4 separate regions of the Mus musculus genome follow, and regions 1, 2 and 3 are each linked to region 4. Evidence: chromatin contacts called from public promoter capture Hi-C data. All regions are on one chromosome and are shown on one strand. The core of a region is the stretch at or near the end of the contact, and the rest is flanking DNA. Distances in the headings are between cores, read along the strand shown. Region 1 holds the start of Zmat5 (zinc finger, matrin type 5). Region 2 overlaps Ascc2 (activating signal cointegrator 1 complex subunit 2). Region 3 holds the start of Nefh (neurofilament, heavy polypeptide). Region 4 holds the start of Gal3st1 (galactose-3-O-sulfotransferase 1).

Evidence for each region. Promoter capture Hi-C pulls out the DNA fragments that hold promoters and counts their contacts. Capture Hi-C pulls out chosen DNA fragments and counts their contacts.
Region 1: a promoter capture Hi-C map of liver shows a contact between it and region 4, with 5 times the contacts expected there. The contact joins the promoter of Zmat5 here to the promoter of Gal3st1 in region 4. A contact is called at or near these places in 2 of 39 promoter capture datasets (both in liver) and 1 of 9 other capture datasets (adipose tissue).
Region 2: a contact with region 4 is called in a promoter capture Hi-C map of stem cell-derived epiblast-like cells, with 4 times the contacts expected there. The contact joins the enhancer-like site here to the promoter of Gal3st1 in region 4. A contact is called at or near these places in 5 of 39 promoter capture datasets (cranial neural crest, hippocampal neurons, liver and 1 more) and 1 of 9 other capture datasets (adipose tissue).
Region 3: a promoter capture Hi-C map of adipose tissue shows a contact between it and region 4, with 8 times the contacts expected there. The contact joins the promoter of Nefh here to the promoter of Gal3st1 in region 4. A contact is called at or near these places in 1 of 39 promoter capture datasets (cranial neural crest) and 2 of 9 other capture datasets (adipose tissue and embryonic stem cells).

Annotation. Positions count from the first base shown.
Region 1 is chr11:4,701,984-4,706,084 of GRCm38.p6, forward strand. Zmat5 (zinc finger, matrin type 5) reads left to right here and starts at 2,673. Exons shown (of 6, transcript NM_026015.3): 1 at 2,673-2,738. It overlaps Uqcr10 (ubiquinol-cytochrome c reductase, complex III subunit X), which reads right to left and starts at 2,361. Exons shown (of 2, transcript NM_197979.3): 1 at 2,174-2,361; 2 at 1-237. The coding sequence starts at 2,323. The coding sequence ends at 193. It overlaps Gm51883 (a long non-coding RNA gene), which reads left to right. Exons shown (of 2, transcript XR_003949632.1): 2 at 1-209.
Region 2 is chr11:4,641,040-4,645,493 of GRCm38.p6, forward strand. All of the region lies in intron 2 of Ascc2 (activating signal cointegrator 1 complex subunit 2), which reads left to right. Among named protein-coding and RNA genes, the nearest start is that of Ascc2, 5.5 kb to the left of the region's middle. Within about 2 kb of position 2,527, at least 13 of the 459 cell types and tissues checked have an H3K27ac peak or open chromatin away from gene starts, as enhancers often do. A contact at or near this core is called in stem cell-derived epiblast-like cells, where this site is marked.
Region 3 is chr11:4,945,910-4,950,301 of GRCm38.p6, forward strand. It overlaps Nefh (neurofilament, heavy polypeptide), which reads right to left and starts at 2,155. Exons shown (of 4, transcript NM_010904.3): 1 at 1,149-2,155. The coding sequence starts at 2,025. It also overlaps a transcript of Ap1b1 not described here.
Region 4 is chr11:3,981,205-3,985,417 of GRCm38.p6, forward strand. It overlaps Gal3st1 (galactose-3-O-sulfotransferase 1), which reads left to right and starts at 2,432. Exons shown (of 4, transcript NM_016922.3): 1 at 2,432-2,636; 2 at 3,737-3,954. It overlaps Gm46265 (a long non-coding RNA gene), which reads left to right and starts at 3,961. Exons shown (of 2, transcript XR_001780153.1): 1 at 3,961-4,043; 2 at 4,103-4,213.

The DNA.
Region 1 (4,101 bases), core at 1,423-3,922, 720 kb after region 4:
CTTTGCATTTATTTGCTGACAGCTGTACTCAAACACAGCAGAAGTGAGTCTGTTTGTACAGTGGAGCCATAGCTTGCCCACACACTGGCGGTCGGTGAACGGCAACTTGAAACTCATCCTTAGGCTGAGGCCCCAACTCCAGGCAAACAGCTGACCGGCGACTGTTCCTTCGGGTCCCACAGGGGCAGGGTGTTACTCCTTGTTCTCATACTTGTGCTTTATATGTTTCCACAGTTTCTGCATTTAAAACACAAGGCAGTTCACCGTTAACCTTTGTCCTCACATTTTACAATAACTCTAGCTGTCCAAAGAGAAGAGCAGAGAAATCAGTGTTGAAAGAGTTAACAATGTAGCTGAGCTAGACGGTGGCGGTACACCCTTTGATTCCAGCATTTGGGAGGCAGAAGCAGGTGGGCCTCTGAATTCAAGGTCAGCCTGGTCTACAGAGTGGGCTCTAAGACAGCCACTACACAGATAAACCCTGTCTGAAAAATCAAAATCCAAACCAAAACACACAAAAAAGCAACATAACAAATCACTCCTACTCCATTAACCACACTAGGTGGGAAGGGAAACCAGCACTTGTACAAGACAGTAAGATAGGTTGCAAGAACGTCCCAGTTTCTTCATTATTAAAAAACAGCACCTAGAAAATGCTTCCCCCACCCCCACCCCCAAATTTCACATTGAGTCACTTTTTATTCTTCAGACCTAAAGTGGTTACACAATTCCCATTCCTAGAAGCACGGGAAAATGGGGGAATTCTGACAGTGTACTTAAGACAACTTTCGATACTTGGAAATGCTTATAAAAGATCAGAGTGGGGGCTGGCGAGATGGCTCAGTGGTTAAGAGCGCTGACTGCTCTTCCAAAGGTCCGGAGTTCAAATCCCAGCAACCACGTGGTGGCTCACAACCATCCGTAACGAAATCTGATGCCCTCTTCTGGAGTATCTGAAGACAGCTACAGTGTACTTATATATACTAAATAAATAAATCTTAAAAAAAAAAAAAAAAAAAGATCAGAGTGGCAACACTTTCATATGGACAGGAAGCTACCCCACCAGAGGAAATACAGCAACTAGTAGACAGAGCCTGTCTGGGCAGCAGGTCAGAGAGCCCTGAGGGGGCTGGAGAGACGACTCAGTGGCTAAGGGTACTCTGGTTGCTCTTCCAGAGGACCTGCGTCCAGTTCCTAGCACAGATGATGTACATGCAGACACAACATAAGCAAATAAAATTAAAACAACAAAATTTAAAAACAAACCAAAAGAGGTAAGAAAGGAAGGAAGGCAAGAAGGAAGGCCACTCAGTGAAGGAGCTGGTCGGTGGTGGCTCAGGCCTACAATCCCAACACTCAGGTGGCAGAGGCAGGAGGGTGAGTCTAAGGCCAAGCCTTGTCTACCATCTAGCTCCGGGACAGCAATAGCTACACAGAGAAACCCTGTCTCGAGAAAAAGAAACCAGTCGATGAACATGCTGGCCATCAGTAACATACCTTCCCCAATACTCTCACAACCTTTGACATAAAACATGCACAGAGTGTGGGACAGTTAAGTCAAAGAGGGCTCGCCATTTCCTACTTTATATTCATCCCCACATTTTCCCAGGATGCTATCTTTCAGTGGTATCATTAAGTATGAACGGTAGCACCTCATCTGTATCCCAGGATCTTTGATCCACTATGACCTTTATTCAATACCACGGTTAAGTGCTTTAAGTCCAGTATTGCCAGTTAGGGCTTGAGGTTTCATAGTCTTCACGTTTAATCCAAAGAGCCTACGTGGGCGGCCTTCGGAACTGAAACATCAATTTTAAAAGGTCAGCCACATGGTCTAAGGAGACCTACTTTTAACGACTGCCTTGCTGAAATCTGCCCTTGAAACTAGCAAGGACGGCAGGGGTCGGAGTTCCAACTCACCACCGACTTAATGGAGTGGTTCAGACCCGTAAGTCCTCTGATGTCTCAGGAGTCAGGAGTTAGCTTTCGCAAATGAATATGTGGAACTGTGTGACAGGACATACCAATTAGGCCTCGCACCATGTCAAGAGAAATAGATGTATTAACGGGCACAGTTCACCCCAGACCTGGTAAGACTTGATTGAGTTCCGTCCTACCTCCCTCCCAGTCACCCTTCAGGCGGGCCCAAGGTCAGGATGGCCCAGGCCCTCACCCCCTCGTTGATGTGCTCGTAGATCGCGTCTGCGCCCTGATCGAAGGCTCGCTCGAAGAACAGGGCGCCCACTGCGATGGTGAGGGCAAAGGTGGAAGTTCTGCGGAACAGCAAGGAGTACAGGCGCGAAGGGATCGTCGGCGACGACATGTTGCCTCACTGCCGAACTCGCGCCACTGCGCTTGCGTAGAACCCAATGTCTTGCTCCAAAAGTTTCAACGCGCCCTGCTTTATGGGAATTGTAGTTTCTCTGTATCTCAGAGTCGACATTTTGAACCATTAAAGAAACTGATAATGTGCACAGGGTAACAGTTTATTACAATGTTCATATTCCACACAACCAAAATTTGATAAGACTTATTTCTCAGTTTTTCTCCTCAACCATTTCCTGCGTTTGGCTATTTTGAACTACAAGTCCCGAAAGCCCCTTAGCTTACCCATCTTCCCCAGTGCTGTCTCGCCTTCGTATTCCGCCTTCTCGGTACCTTAGGAAGGACTACAAATCCCAGCGAGCAGAGCGCAACGCGAGGACTCAAGAGGAGGAGCCCGGAACCAGGTATCTTTGGTGAGACATCCGCGTCCAAGTTTTAGGCTCTTTTCCCAATCAGAAGAGTAGGCATTTCATTCTAAGTCCGCGCTATCCGCTTTTTCTGGCATGGGGAGTGAATACAGAGGCAGGGAACCTGAGTTTCTGTGGCTGCATCTCGACTCTCTGCCTAACGTCCTTTGAACCTACTCCAGATGTAGGTTTGGGGGTGGCAAAAGTCGGGTCCTGCAGTTCTAACTCTTAAGCCACGTCTCAGGGGGGAAAGTGGCTTTGCACTTGCTTCCTGTTCTCCAGAGCGTAGGCTTTAAAGCCAAGAACCCCGGCTTCGGAGATGGGTGACCTGGTTGTAAAAGGCACCGTACTTTTCTGAGTATCCCCTCGGGGTCTTGAGATGATCCCCAGTAAAAGAAAGGTTCCCAGCTCTCCTGGAGCGCTCTGGCCGTGGTGCGTGGGCGATGGGGAAGCCCAGCACTTCTGGAAACTAATACTTTGTAAAAGAGAAAACCCAAATGCTTGGACGGATTGCTTGCTCTTTAAACCTGAGTAGCCGCTTAATGGAGGACTGAATATATTGTAGCAGGGTAAACAGGATAATGTTTCTAGAGGCAACTGCACTGCTGGGGTGCTTGAGAAAGTGTAGAGTGGCCTCTAATGAGTAGGTGGCCTGAAGTCATCTCTAGTCTGGCCTTGAATCCCGTCCTGGGTAAGGAGTCATTCTTTTCCTAATTGCACTAGGGAGTCACTGAATGGGTTTAAGCTGGAATGCTTTGAGGTCTATTTACATTTTAATGTTATCGTTCTGACTTCTTGCTAGAGCAAAAACTGAAGAGAAGAAATTGCAGAGGTAGGTAATTTAGAGTAGAGAGGTTTAGAATAATGGTCAGATTTGAGATGCATTTTGGTAGGTAGGATAGACAGAGCAAGCTAGCAGAAGTGTGCAAGAAAGGTAGAATTAAGAGGTGGGCTCGGTTGTGGGTGCCTTTAGTCTCAGCACTCCAGATGCAGGTGGGTCTCAGAGTTCAAGACCAGCCTGGTTTACAAATTCCAGGACAACCAGGGCTACACAAAGAAACCCTGTCCTGAAAAACCAAACCAAACCAAGAAACAAAAATAGGAATTAACATCTAGAGATAAATTAAGATTTGACTACAGAGACTAAATGGTTTGTGTTTGTTTGTATGGAGAAAAGGTTTTACACTTGCTCTGGCTTGCCTGGAACCAGCTACATAAATCAGCCTGACTTTTAACTCCTGGTGATCCTCCTGTCTCTGCTATCTCTGGAAGGCTAAAATTATAGACAAGCACTATCATGCCTGACCTGTAAATTGTGTGTTTATAGATTTGGTTTTGGTTATTTTAAATTATGCATATGTATGGGAGG
Region 2 (4,454 bases), core at 1,277-3,776, 660 kb after region 4:
AACGCACCAGAAGAGTGAATCAGATCTCATTACGGATGGTTGTGAGCCACCATGTGGTTGCTGGGATTTGAACTCAGGACCTTCGGAAGAGCAGTTAGTGCTCTTACCTGCTGAGCCATCTCGTCAGCCCTATATTTATTTTTTTAATCTAAGCTTCTCCCCAGACTCCTGTAGGGTCATTGGTTGCTAGGTTGAGCTGGTCTTGTCTTTAATCTGGTGCAAGAAGTGAGACACACAGAGTCTCTGACAGGACCTGTGAAACTGAAAACTGAGGAGGCTGTGAACCTGCCAGTTCCCAGCATCAGAGAGAGATTAGAGCCATGGAGAGGTGCCAGGCTGGTAAAGAAAGGGACAGAAGTGGGGATTTGAGTCCTTGTACCCACTTATAGATTTCCCAAGAGTATGAGTTTACTTGCACAGGGAGGGAAGAAGTAGTTTCTAGAGGCTTGAGTAAAGTTGTGGGAAATGGGAGCTAAGTATTTTATTTCCTGCATTTTGGTTGGCTTTTATTATTTCCTATTCAGTCTTTAAATATAGAACTTAACGTACATAGTGCCCCATGTGGGTCAGCCTATTCTGAAAAGTCACCTGGATTAATTTTTCTTCCTCCCTCCCCTCCTTATTTTGAGTTGGTTCTTTGAGCATTTTGTTTAGATGAACCCTTTCCCGCCCACCCAGGCTTGTGTCCTTTTCTTTAAGCCCATCGAGCCCAGTTGCTGCTGCCCATATGCTCTTGGATATGTGGCCAGCCCACCAGCCGCTGTTCCCTTAGAGAAAACTGATTCTTCGCCTTCCATCTGCTATCCATTATCAATATGGGACTTCCTGCCCATCTCCCCAGGTTATCTTATTTAAGCCACATCTCAGCCCATCAGGGATGTTTTGATTGTCACTATCTTACAGAGTTCAAGGTCACAAAGCCAGGAAATCAGGAGAGCTAGGATGCTGTGCTAGCCAGTCCAGTCCCAGGATGTCCTGTACTCAGCCTTTCTTCTATAAAGCTGTTTGCTTTCCTGTTCATAATTTTACATATGGAGGATGTTTGTCAGAAAAGCTAAAACTGTACTATCTAATTCAGTAGCCATCTAGTAGGTAACATGTACTACGTGTAACGATTGTAGCGTGTCTGGTGCTTGAAGTGTGGACTATGTAAGTGAAGTATCCCATGTGATGAGTGCCTACTGTGTAGTTCAGACAGATGATGCAGTCCCACTGTCACAGAGCGTTCTGTTGGACAGTGATGGTGGAGACTTGAGTGGGTGAGACTGGTTTTAAACCTCAGTACTTCCCCGTGTGCTGAATGAACTCCTGGGTTGTTAGTTGTGGGACTGGGAGGGCAGAGGTCTGGTCCCTTTCATGACTGGCTTCTCAGTGACAAGCACAGTAAGCTCTCTGGAAACATTCTTTAAGTCAGAAACCACAGACTGCCTGATGCTAGAGCCTCAAAGAGAAAATATCTAGTCCTGTGCTTGTGGGGTCCGCAGCCTGCCACCAGTAGCTTCTAGCAGTATGATGACAGTAGAGTAGGAGGAAGGCCAGGGTCTGACACACATGCAGAGCTGGTTCAGATCAGAGTTTGGAGTACACAGAAGGAAGATCTTGGGCTGATAGGAGGGATGTATAGCCAGGGATGGCTTCCTGAAGGAGAAAGGTCCTGCACTGTGTGTTGAAAGGTACGTTAGCTCTGTCTGGATGGAGCAGGAGGACAAGGCCCTGGTTAGAAAACTCAGGGATACTTGGGCAAGTTTGACTCTTTAGGTCAAGAACAGTTCCCTGGCGGTGGGGTGGCACTATGGCAGAACTAACGAACACAGGTTTTGCACTTATTTGGTAAGTTGTTTGACTACTAGACCTCAGAAGCCAAAAAAAAAAAAAAAAAGATAATAATGGGCCAGGCATGGTGGAGATGAAACGAAACGTCTGTAACGTCTGTAGATTACTACTGTGCCTGAACAGAACAATACTCGATAGATTGCAGTTCTGCTGGAGATAACAAGTGGCAACTGTGACATTGACTAGGCACTAGGGAGAAAGAGGGATTGGATGGAGACAGGTCTTGGTCACACTGAAGAACATTACCCTATAGGCTGCAGGAAGCTCCTGAAACAGTGTCCTGAGATATGTGTGGGATTTTGTGTTTTGAGTCTCAGTTTGGGACAAAAAGATCTCGGCCCAAGGATCAGTGCCTCTAGAGAGTGATAAGTAAGCTTATCGATGCTTATTAAGTAGTTACGATTTCAAGGAGCAAGCACTTGAAAAACCTGCCACAAGTAGTGTTGGGCCCTCCACCATGAAGGACACTAAGAAAACGGGTTGCTATCAAGATCCATAAAGGCTTGATGGGCAGTATTTTCCCAGTTTGCCAGAGCAGATAGACCCTGGGCCAGACTTTTCGAAAGGTGGGATTAAACCTCCATAGGAGAAACACAGTTGGAGTCTTCCTGCTACTCCTGCTCTGAAACCATCTATGGCTACTCGGAGAGTTCCTTTTACAAAGCTTGCCATTTAAAGTACTAAAGAGATAGGAGCTGGCCATTCATCCTTTTGTCTAGCTAATGAGTATGTGGAGAGTCCTCTCAAGGCCCAGCACTGTTGAAGTATCATTAAAAAACAGTAAACTGCATAGTTAAAGTCAACAATTTGATTGTTTTCAACATTGGTAATATACTAATGAAGCCATCACCTATGGTCAAGAGTGAACATTTTCACCTTCCCTAGAAGTCCCCTGTATCCGTCTCATATCCATTCCTTCCTCTCTCCCTGAGCTCAACAGCACCTGATCCAAAAGTGACTTTGATGCAGTTTAGCAAGAGCCTTAGTCACGTGAATGCAGGTGTTGGAGGAGGCGAGCAAACCCCTTAGTCCAGCCTCAGAGGGAATTCCGCAGGCTTCTAGGTGCCTGAGGTCAGAAGGAATGCAGTGAGATAGGGTGTGCAGGGGTGTGCTGTACCTAATACTTGGTCTGCAGAGTAAGCTGTACTTTAGTCCTGCCTGGCTGCCTGCTGCACCTCAAGGCCTTTAAGAAAGTTCAGGACCCTACTGAGCCTTTGTTTTCTCCTCGGCCAGACAGGCTGTCACCCTTTTAACTAATCATAGATGAGGGAAAGCAGTGGGGAGTTTGACCTGCCTGTTCCTGCTGCTCCTGCTGGTGTAGGGCAGGTCCTCAATGGGTGGTAGGTTTGTTGTCATCATCCTGCCACCCTTTAAACCCAGGTCCATCTGTGCACCATATATGACTGTTTTTATGCCTTTATATGAATGACTTCTTCAGTTGGCCAGTGGTGGTGCACACTTGAGAGGCAGAGCCAGGTGTATCTTTATGAGTCCAGACTGGTCACTCCAGAGTGAGTTCCAGGACAGCCAGGGCTACAAAGAGAAATCCTGTCTTGGGTGTGGAGGGGTGATTTCTTCCATTAATTGTAGCATCTGCCATTGATCCTGGGGGCCAGCAGATCTCTATTAAATCTGAGACCAGCCTAGTCTACATAGTAAGTTCCAGGTCAACCAAGGCTATATAGTAAAAAAATGTGTGAGAAACAAACAAACAAACAAAAGAGGAGGGAGGGAGGAGGACAAGCAAGCTAACTTTCTTTCACCTAAAAATCCTTTTCCTCCTGCTAGGCTCAGTTAGGTACCGCCGTGCCTCAGAGGCATCCCTTTTCCATGGGCTGTTAATTCTCTCCTGTGCTCCTGTGACCCTTTAGGCCTGAGTTGTGACTTCATCTGGCTAGGGCTCCCTTGGTGGCTTAGATGTTCATCTTCCCCAGTGGAACGTGACCCTTGTAACCTGGAGAGAACTTGAGCCTCTAAGCTGAGACCTGCATCACTGGATGCTTTTATTCATGTGCCCCAAAGCTGGCACAGTAGGGGTAAAGAGAGTCCTCAGGTCAGAGGAAGGAAGCTTGGAAGACAAGGAGATGAGCTCTTTGTCAACAGATGAGTACCTGGAATGCTGCCACTGTATGAGTGGGTTTTAGATGGGAGAGGGTCCACAGAACCGTGTGCTCAATGGCTGCAGTGAATCCCATGGAGCTTGCATACCCTGCAAAGGCCCACAAGGTTCTCAAGGAGACTGGTCCATCCATCGGTCTTGATCGTTCTAGAGTCGGCTCTGGAAGTGGAAGGCTGTGGTTGCTAACAGCTGAGGCAGTGCCTGGTCCTCCTCTTATTACAGCTTCTCCCTGAGAAAGCCCCTCGTGTAGACTGGGATGAAAACTGAGCCCATGTCTCTTCTCTTTGGCGAACAAAGTGGGGCTTGTTCATGGTGTGCTTTGGGCTGGGAAAGAGAACTTGTGACTCTGAGCTGAGCTCTGCAGCTACTTGATTAGAATCTTTAAAAAAAAAGAAGTTGTGGGTTTTTTTCTGGTTATAAAAAAAAAAAAATAATGAGGGCTGGTGAGATGGCTCAGTGGGTAAGAGCACCCGACTGCTCTTCCGAAGGTCCAGAGTTCAAA
Region 3 (4,392 bases), core at 905-3,404, 960 kb after region 4:
TCTTGTCCAGGCCAGTGGAAATAAGAAATCGGTCTTAATCTCCAGAAAGTGAACATCCTGTATCCAAGAGCTGAGTCCGGGTGGAAAGAAAGAGGCCAGCTGGTGGGAACACATATCCTGGGATGCTCTGCTTGGTGAAGGGCAAACCTAAAAGAAGAGAAGAGGTCCCCTCTGGGAGGAGCCTTGCTGCAGAGATGGGGGAAGGGCACTGCCACCGCAAAGGCGTAGAACATGAAAAGGGAAATTCCAACCATCCAAATCCCAGCATTCCTGGCTTTCCATGCTGTTAGCAAAGGCTTAAAAGCCACTCAAGTTAGGATTCTTGGCTATTATGGATCACAGACACTTTTGAAAAGCGCAGATGCTCTGTACTTGCCTCCAGATTTATAGATGACTACAGGAACGACTACAGCAGATGACTGCAGCTGACACAAAGAAGCCCAGTTACTCTTTGCCCCAATCCCAAAAGAAATGAGAATGAGAGAAAGCCAATGTTGGTCAAGGTCACCCTGCAGCTAAAGGGTAAGGTTTCAGGGCAACTGCAGTCTAGCTGACTCAGAACCCCTGTAAATTTTGGGAAAGAGGAAGGGGATATTAAATAACAGCCATTTACAGCAATGAGGTCCACATGATGGTTCCGTACTGGCTAGAAACGGCATGAAAATGAATGGCTTTCATTTTTACACAGCAATTACTAAAATTCGCGATGTTATGTACTGAGCAAGTAGTGGGACGAAGCCTGGTAGAACGAATACTCCTGTTCCACCCACTGCGCAGGGTGCGCAAGAAAGGGTGGGCAGAGTTGGCATGGCAAGCGGCTGCTGGATACCTGATACGCTGGGTCCAGACGGGGCTTGCTCCATTTCAGATGGGAGATCAGTCTGAATCTGGGGTCTAACAGTGTGTGGGGCACAGGGGTTGGCCCCGGTGTTTAATTACAGACATAAAAAATGTGGAGGGTGGTTTCCTTTTTCTAAAGGAAAATCCAGAGTTGGGGCGCCCCAAGGGAGGGTCTGGGTAAAACCGCTACTTTGTCAGGTGGCATGCACCTCGCAGCGGGTCTAGCTACTTCTGAGAGGAGTCCTCTCGGGCTGCTCACTGCTCCGCCAGGAGGGGGCGACCCCTTCCCACCCCGCGCTCCCGCGCACCTCGGAACCACTCCTCGGACTGCAGCGTGCTCTGCACCGCGTGGCCTTCGAGCTGCGCGCGGATCTCCCGCAGCGCCGACGTCACGTCGCACTTGAGGGCGTCGCGAGCCTCGGCCTGAGCCTGCGCCTGCGCGGCCCCGCAGCCCTGGATCTGACCGAGCAGCTCGCCCACCTCCTCCTGGTGGTGGCGCCGCAGGTAGCCGCACTCCTCCTGCAGCGCCTGCGCCTTCTTCTGCAGCTCCACGCGCGCCGCTTCCGCCTCCTGCGCGAAGCGCGCCAGGGCGCGCGCCGCCGCCTCCGCCTCCTCACGCTGCCGGGCCTCCTCGTCCAGCCGCTGGCGGACGTGAGCGATGTCCTCCAGCAGGTGCTCCTGCTCCAGGCGCAGCTGCCCGCGCGCCGCCCCGAGGCGCAGCACGGCGCCGCGCATCTCGCGCACCTCGCGCTCGTACAGCTCGCCCATGGCGGCGCGGCCGGCTTGCTGCTGCCGCAGCGCCGCCGCCTCGCCCTCCAGGCTGCGGTTGTGCGCCTCGAGCTGCCTCACCTTGTCGATGTAGCCCGCGAAGCGGTCGTTCAGAGCCTGCAGCTGCTCCTTCTCGCTGCGCGCCGCCACCGCCGCCACCACGCAGCCCTCTGGGCCGTTGCTTAGGGTGTCTAGCGAGTCGGTGCTCGAGGCGGCGCCGCGGAAGCGGCTGGGTGAGGCGGACACGGAGCTCACGGACGTCCGCGCCCACGAGTGGAAGCCGCTGGAGGAGCCGGCCGCGGAGCGCGTGCCGCCCGGGCCTGCCTTGCGGCTCAGCGAGTAGTGCAGGCTGCCGCCTCCGTGCAGCGGCGCGAACGGGGCGCCCAGCAGCGCATCGGCGCTGCCGAAGCTCATCATGGCCGGAGCAGGTGCGGCCGCCAGCGGAGCGGGAGTGCGGGGCTGGGACGGGGCAGGCAGCACTGCGGCAGCTCTGGGACTCCGGCTCTTTTATATCCGCGGTGGCCCGGTCCGGCCCCTCGGCAGTGGGGGGCTGGGGAGGAGGGCCCCACCCTCTCCACCTCCTCCCCCGCGGCCCCGGGCCGACCGGCTTCTCCGCAGTGAGAGGGGCGGGGCTGGGGGGGACGACCCAGGAGTGAAGGGGAATCGACGCATCGTCAGTAGAGCCTCCCGAGGTCAGACCAAGGAGTAAAGGACTTCCGGAGCGGACAAGTGCAGACCTCCAGGTGCATGTCGGAAGACCCTATTAGTCAGAATAAGACCCTCAGAATAAGAGAGGGCACTGGAAATAGGGAGAGGATTGCAGAACTGATGGGTCAGGGCGCCTTCGGGTTGAAGCAGTGGGAGACTGCAGTGATTACTATGAGAGGACACCCCCACTTGAGAAGCAGCACAGGGTTGGTTCCCTGATAGTTAGAGAGGACCTTGAGATGAGGAGTGCAGACTGCAGTCACCCACGAAGGGATTCTGTATGGGGTTGCATGATGGATGCTACTGATGATAAATGGGGACCTTCTAGCTGGCGGTGCAGTGTTCCCCAGATACTACAGCGGCCCTGGGCCACCCAAAGGGGCTTAAGGAACTGTACAGCTGGCTTCGGGGTTGGGGTTGGGGTGGGCGTGGAGTTTGAAAGGACCGCAAAGCTACCCTGAGAAGGAGAACACTGCAGACGGAGAAAGGGAGCGCTGGGTGAGAGGAACGTGGTGCTCTCTAAAAATTCCAGTGGCCACGACTGGAAAGTGGAGTCTCCTCTTGCCCGGAAAGGAAAACTGCCTACGAAGAACAGGGGGTCCCTCAGTAGGCAGCAAGAGCCTCAACACCGAAGCCAAGTTCTGCCACAGGGTGGGGTTAGCTTCTGTGCTTCGCTAGCTGAATGACCTTGTACAAATTGTGTTCTCCTATGTTTGGTTTTCCCTTGTGTGCAAGAGACAAGATGCAGCTCCAAGCTCCCATGTGCCCCTAGGAGGTTCGAACTTGGGAAATGTCTGGCTGATTTTGGGGAGGAGAACCCACATATTGCCAGTCGGAATAGTAACCAGTTCCTCTCACCTGAGAACTTTGTCTTTCTCCCTTCCTTGCCCGATTTTTCTGCTTTATCTTGGCATCTCATTCCTTTTCCAGAATAGATGAACCAGTACTGCCGTAAGCATCCCCTTTCATGCTCCGAGGAAGTGGTGGAGTGGTTTTTCAGTACCAAAGTCCACCGACCTCCATCATGAGCCCTACTGAGGCTTCAGGTGAAAGGGCGGGGACGGCGGAGGGGCTTAGACTTGGAGCTCTTGCTTTATTATACGGCTCGTTCTTGGTTTGGTTTTCCGGTCAAAAGCGGTGTTAGTGGACGGAGCCGCCCGTGCCGCTATCGCTTCAGCACCACGGACAGCAGCCGCTCCTCGGATGGGAAGGGTTAAATCTATGCCTAACGGAGTAGGGAGGTTCCATAGCTTTTCCAAGCAGTCCCTCTGTGCGGTACAGGGGAGGATTGGATGAGTCATATGACGGGCTCGAAACGACCTACGGTTGTATGTAAGTGACCCACCCCTGCATGTCCTGTCCAGTGCCTGGCTCTCTGTGAAGTTCTTTCTCCCTGCAAACCTCTTCCCGGAGCAGAGAGAGCCCCACTCCAATGCCCACTGACAAGCTCTGGAAACCAGTATAGACTTCTTCAGATCAGAACTTCTCCCAGGCAGTTACCTCAAGCCTCACTGCACCCCAGTTTGCTGTGGTTTTCTCTTTTGGAGGGATCCCTAGGAGGAGAACTGATAGATTCCCTAAAAGAGATCCCTTTCCTGTCCTGTGTCTCATTCCCAGCCCCTGGCTGCAGGCCAGGAGAGTGCACTAGGGAGGAGGGGGAGGAGACTCTAGTTTTTCATGATGGAGCAGAACATGATGAAGCATTTTCCCAATTTAAAGGTCCAGTCATGCTGCTCTTTGCAGGGGTCAGAAAGGCTGGGAGGCACTGCAGATGCCATGGGGAGGGGACTGGGATGCAGACCTCTACCCCCTTACGCCCACATGGCTTCCCCATTTATCTCCCATACTGCTTGGATTTTTGTTATTAGATTCTTGTTCCTTCGAGTCTCTTCAGTTGTCTGCAGAATGCACATGCCCTTCTTGGGGGTGAGAAGTCTGACAAGCAGTTGACAGCACACATGAATGATAGGAGTGGGGTGTGTGTGAAGGTAAAAGGTGTGGCTTTTGTGGCTGTAAGGTTGTCATGAATGCTGAGACCCTGGTCAGTCCTTCAGCCTCACCTTCCCTTCACCCTGA
Region 4 (4,213 bases), core at 1,182-3,681:
TTGGAGATGTCTACACATAACCAAGTCCTTGGATGCCTCTGGAACACATCTGTTCTCAGAAAACACTTCCCAGAAGATTTCGCCTCAGTGATGCTGATCTCTTGTTTGATTTCGAGACAGAGTTTCTCTGTGTAGATCTGACTGTCCTAGAACTCTATAGACCAGGCTGACCTCAGACTCAGAGATCTGCCTGCCTCTGCCTCCAAGTGCTGGGATTAAAGGTGTGCCACTATCAGCAGGCTCTAGTCTGAATTCTCACTAAGCTCTTAGCTCCAGGTTAACCAGCATCGACTGTTCCAGTAGCGCAAAGGTTTCTCTTCAATGGTGCTGCTGCTCTCTTGTGTATTGTGGCTGACTTTAGCTCCAGCTGCTCCGAACAACAGAATCTCAATTCATGATAGAAAATAACCCTGATAGAGTCTAAATTTCCTCCTAACCCTTCACGAGCCAGGCCTCTATTGTCTGTCCTGTTCTTCACACTCTAAGCTCCTCAGGGACTTCTCACTGAGCTCCAGACAGGAAATGCCTTTTCTAGCCCGACATTCCGAAGTCCTTCCACAATCCTCCCCAAACACAGCTAACCCCATTCCTCGTACCAACCAGCCTTAGGGTTTCTGTGTCTGCAATGAAACATGAAACACCATAACCAAAGAGCAGACTGAGGAGAAAAGCATTTGTTTGGCTTACACTTCCATGTTGCTGTCCGTTATTGAAGAAAGTCAGGACAGAACTCAAACAAGGCTGCATCCTCAGGGCAGAGCTAATGTAAAAGCCATGGTGGGTTGCTGCTTAGTAGCTTGCTTTACAAGGTTTGCTCAACCTGCTTTCTTAAAGAACCCAGGACTACCAGCCCAGGGATGACAACACCCATTGTGGGCTGGATCCTCCCCATTGATCACTGAGAAAATGCCTTAGATCTGGATCTCTTTCCCCACCCCTTCACTCCCATTTTTTTCCGAGACAGAGTTTCTCTGTGTAGCCCTGGCTGTCCTCGAACTCAGAAATCCATCTGCCTCTGCCTCCCGAGTGCTGGGATTGAAGGTGTGCACCACCACGAACAGCTTAGAGCTGGATCTCATGGAGGTGTTTCCTCGACTGAGAGGCTCCTTTGATGACTAGCTTGTGTTGACCCAAAACAAGCCAGTACAGGTGGAAGGTGAGCGTGAGGTCTAAGGGCAGCAATAGCCTAGTTTTCCATCCAAGTGAGGTCACTGCTGGTATCTCAGCTTGTGACCTTTGTGGACCTGTCCCCTCACTCCAGGTACCTCTGATGATGGTCCTTACCTGGAACTGTCCATGTATCATGACAGGGTCAGGGTTCTGATCATTCAGTCCTTCCCAGGACATCTTTCCCATAGCCATTCCCCAGAGGCGGTGATACCCTAAACAGGGTAGGCTGGACTTTGCCCTCCCTGAATCTAAGGACCTGATAGCCTGACAGACCTGTTTTGTATTGGCCCCATATGTGGACTTTGTGCTGCCATGGCTGCACCTCAACTGAAGAGGAAGGCAAGAGTTTTGCAGGCTTTGGCTTGTGGACCCCAAGGTCCCCCAAACTGGTGGCTTCACTGTATATGTGGGATGGGGGGAGGGGGCTCTATCTGATGCCATGTTCTGGCATGGCAGTTTCAAGAGGCAGGAACAAAGGGTTAGGAGTTTCAAAGTCATAACCTATAGCCTGGGAGGTGACTCAGGGCCCACAAGGACAAAGAGCAGCAAGCCCATTAGATATGGAAGAATGCCTGGCAGCCAGGCTGATGTGGAATTTTCCCCATTCCACGGTTGCCTAGAAATGTCGGGGGTAGTGGGACTCTGACGTGGCCCATGTGCCACCCGATGGCCAGCTGGTTCTGCAGTGCCCACAGCTGGGGTTAATTCCAAATTAGTTCCCATCCTTGGTTTTCCTTTAGGATGAAGGACAGTCTGAACTCAAACAGGCCCCTACTTACTTGCCCAGACCTCTAGAGGAGGTATCCTCAAGAGGAAAGTTAGCTGAACCATGTAAGTGACTCGGCCCAGGGATCCTGGCGCTTCTTCACCTGTTTTTCTTGGATACCACAAATGTGTTCCTGGCTCATCAGAGGGAGCTAGGAAGACCTATGTTCCACTGGATTCTGAGGAGCTCCAGTGCTGTCCATAAAAGGCTGGCAACTAGTCCTGCCCCCTTTCTCCAGAGCCCAGGCTCCCTTCCCCAACACTACCACCAAGCCCCAGGCACCCTCTATTCCCTTCTGGGCTGGCAGTAGGACAATGGACCCCTTGGCCCATCGGAGACAAATAGTCCTTGTTAGGCCGGAGGCGGGGGCGCAATATTGCGCCCCAGGGAGCTGAATACAGCTTCTGTGCCTCTTGGGCAGGCGGCGCAGGGGAGAGGACGGGAAGGGGGTGGGGGGGGGGAGGGGGCCGTGGCGCCCATTGGCTCTGGCGTCAGGGGCCGGGCCAGGCTGCTGGCCTCACCTGGCGAGTGTTGAGAGCGGGGTGCGGCAGCCGCTGCGGCGGCGGGGCGGGGGCATGGACCAGGCCTGCCAGCGCGCCGGGTCCCGGCGAGTGCGCCCCGCCGCCCAGTGAGCGCCACGGCGGCGGCGGGGGCCGGGGCCGACCCCTGCCACCCGGAGCCCAAGGAGAACAGGGCAAAGGTATGTCGGGAGGTCTTGTACTCACGCTGGCTGTGCCCTGCCTCAGCCTACTTCCTGAACATCTTGCCTACTGGATCGATGGATCGTGTTTGCCCAGCAAGGGATATAGAAATGCTGCAGAGCTGCTTCACCAACACTGTATCCTGCAGGCTCTGGCTGATTGCTTGCCCTGCTCTGGGTGCCCCTCCTCCCCTGACCCCCGGAGTCCCTAAAAATGGGGTGGGTGGGGCTCCAGAAGGTTAGCTGTTGTGCTGTGAGTTCGTTAATAATTAATCCTCTTGGACATTGTGGCCTGGGCCCTAGTGGAGAAGGAGGCAGGAATCTCCCCGCTCCTTACCTGCGTTCCCAGAAGAGGCGGCTGTCACAGTACAAACCGGGGAGAGGGGGGCCTTGGGCAATGACAGACTCTTGTGCTTGGGGAAGGCCTCTCATATGTGTGCCCCTAAGGAGGTGAGTCCAGGAGACAAGGACAGACTTGTCTAGTTAGGACAGGAAAGATCCTATATGCAACAACTACACGGTTCCGGAGCCATGGACCAGTGCTCCATAAGGGGGTCTCAGGTTGGTCTGTTCCCTTAGTGAGAGGCCAACATGAGCCTTCTCTTTTTAACCCCCCCCCGCCCCGCCCCTTCCTGAGCTGGTTGTGATGACAGGCACACATCTGGCTGCAGGGACTGACACCTGACACCAGAGGTTACTGGGCTGAGGGTGAGGATGCCCTGGAAATCTTCAGGAGGAAAGGGGTGTGGAGGGAGAGCCGATCAGAACTCAATCTCTTCCTCTCTGGAGGGGGTGAGCTGATCTGCACTGTGCCTTCAGGCTTCCTTGCTACTTATCTAGAGGGAAGATACTGAGGCTCAAGGAGTCAGTGACTTGCTGAAGGTCACACCGTTGGGAAATGGCTGAGTTCACTGCAAACCACAGTGTGCGTTTTTGTTTGTTTTGTTTTGTTTTGTTTTGTTTTGTTTTTTGGTCCCTGTCTCAGGATCCCAGCCCTACCCAGAAGTCCTCTTGCCCAAACTGGAGGAAAGATGCCTTCCTGGGCATCTCTTTTGCTTCCTGGGTTCTGTGCTGAGTTCTCATAAATCTGTCACTCACAGTGCCTCTCACTGGGCTCCAAGGAAGAACAAACAAGCACTTGCAGGAAAGCAGTGACTCACAGGACAATGGCAATGGGGGACTCTAGGCCCCCTCAGTGGCTTGGGGCAAGCTTCTTGCTTTGGTTTGACTCCATGAAATGTGAATGACTAGAGAAGACACAGCGGGATGGAGCAGAAGTACCCCAAAGGTTACCAGACTGGAGACCTGGAGTCATCAGGTGAGATCTCTCTCCAGGGCAGGGAGGTTAGGCCCACAGTCAGACCCTTTCTGTGACACTCCCATCTTGCCCTGGGTGTGGATAGGGAGGTTAGGCCCACAGTCTTTCTGTGGGCACTCTGTCAATTTTACTGGGTGTGGGCAGGGAGGTTAGGCCCACAGTCTTTCTGTGGGCACTCTGTCAATTTTACTGGGTGTGGAATGCGAGTTGAGGCAAGTTGTGTATAAATCATGGGAACATAGGTCATTGAAGTCTATTG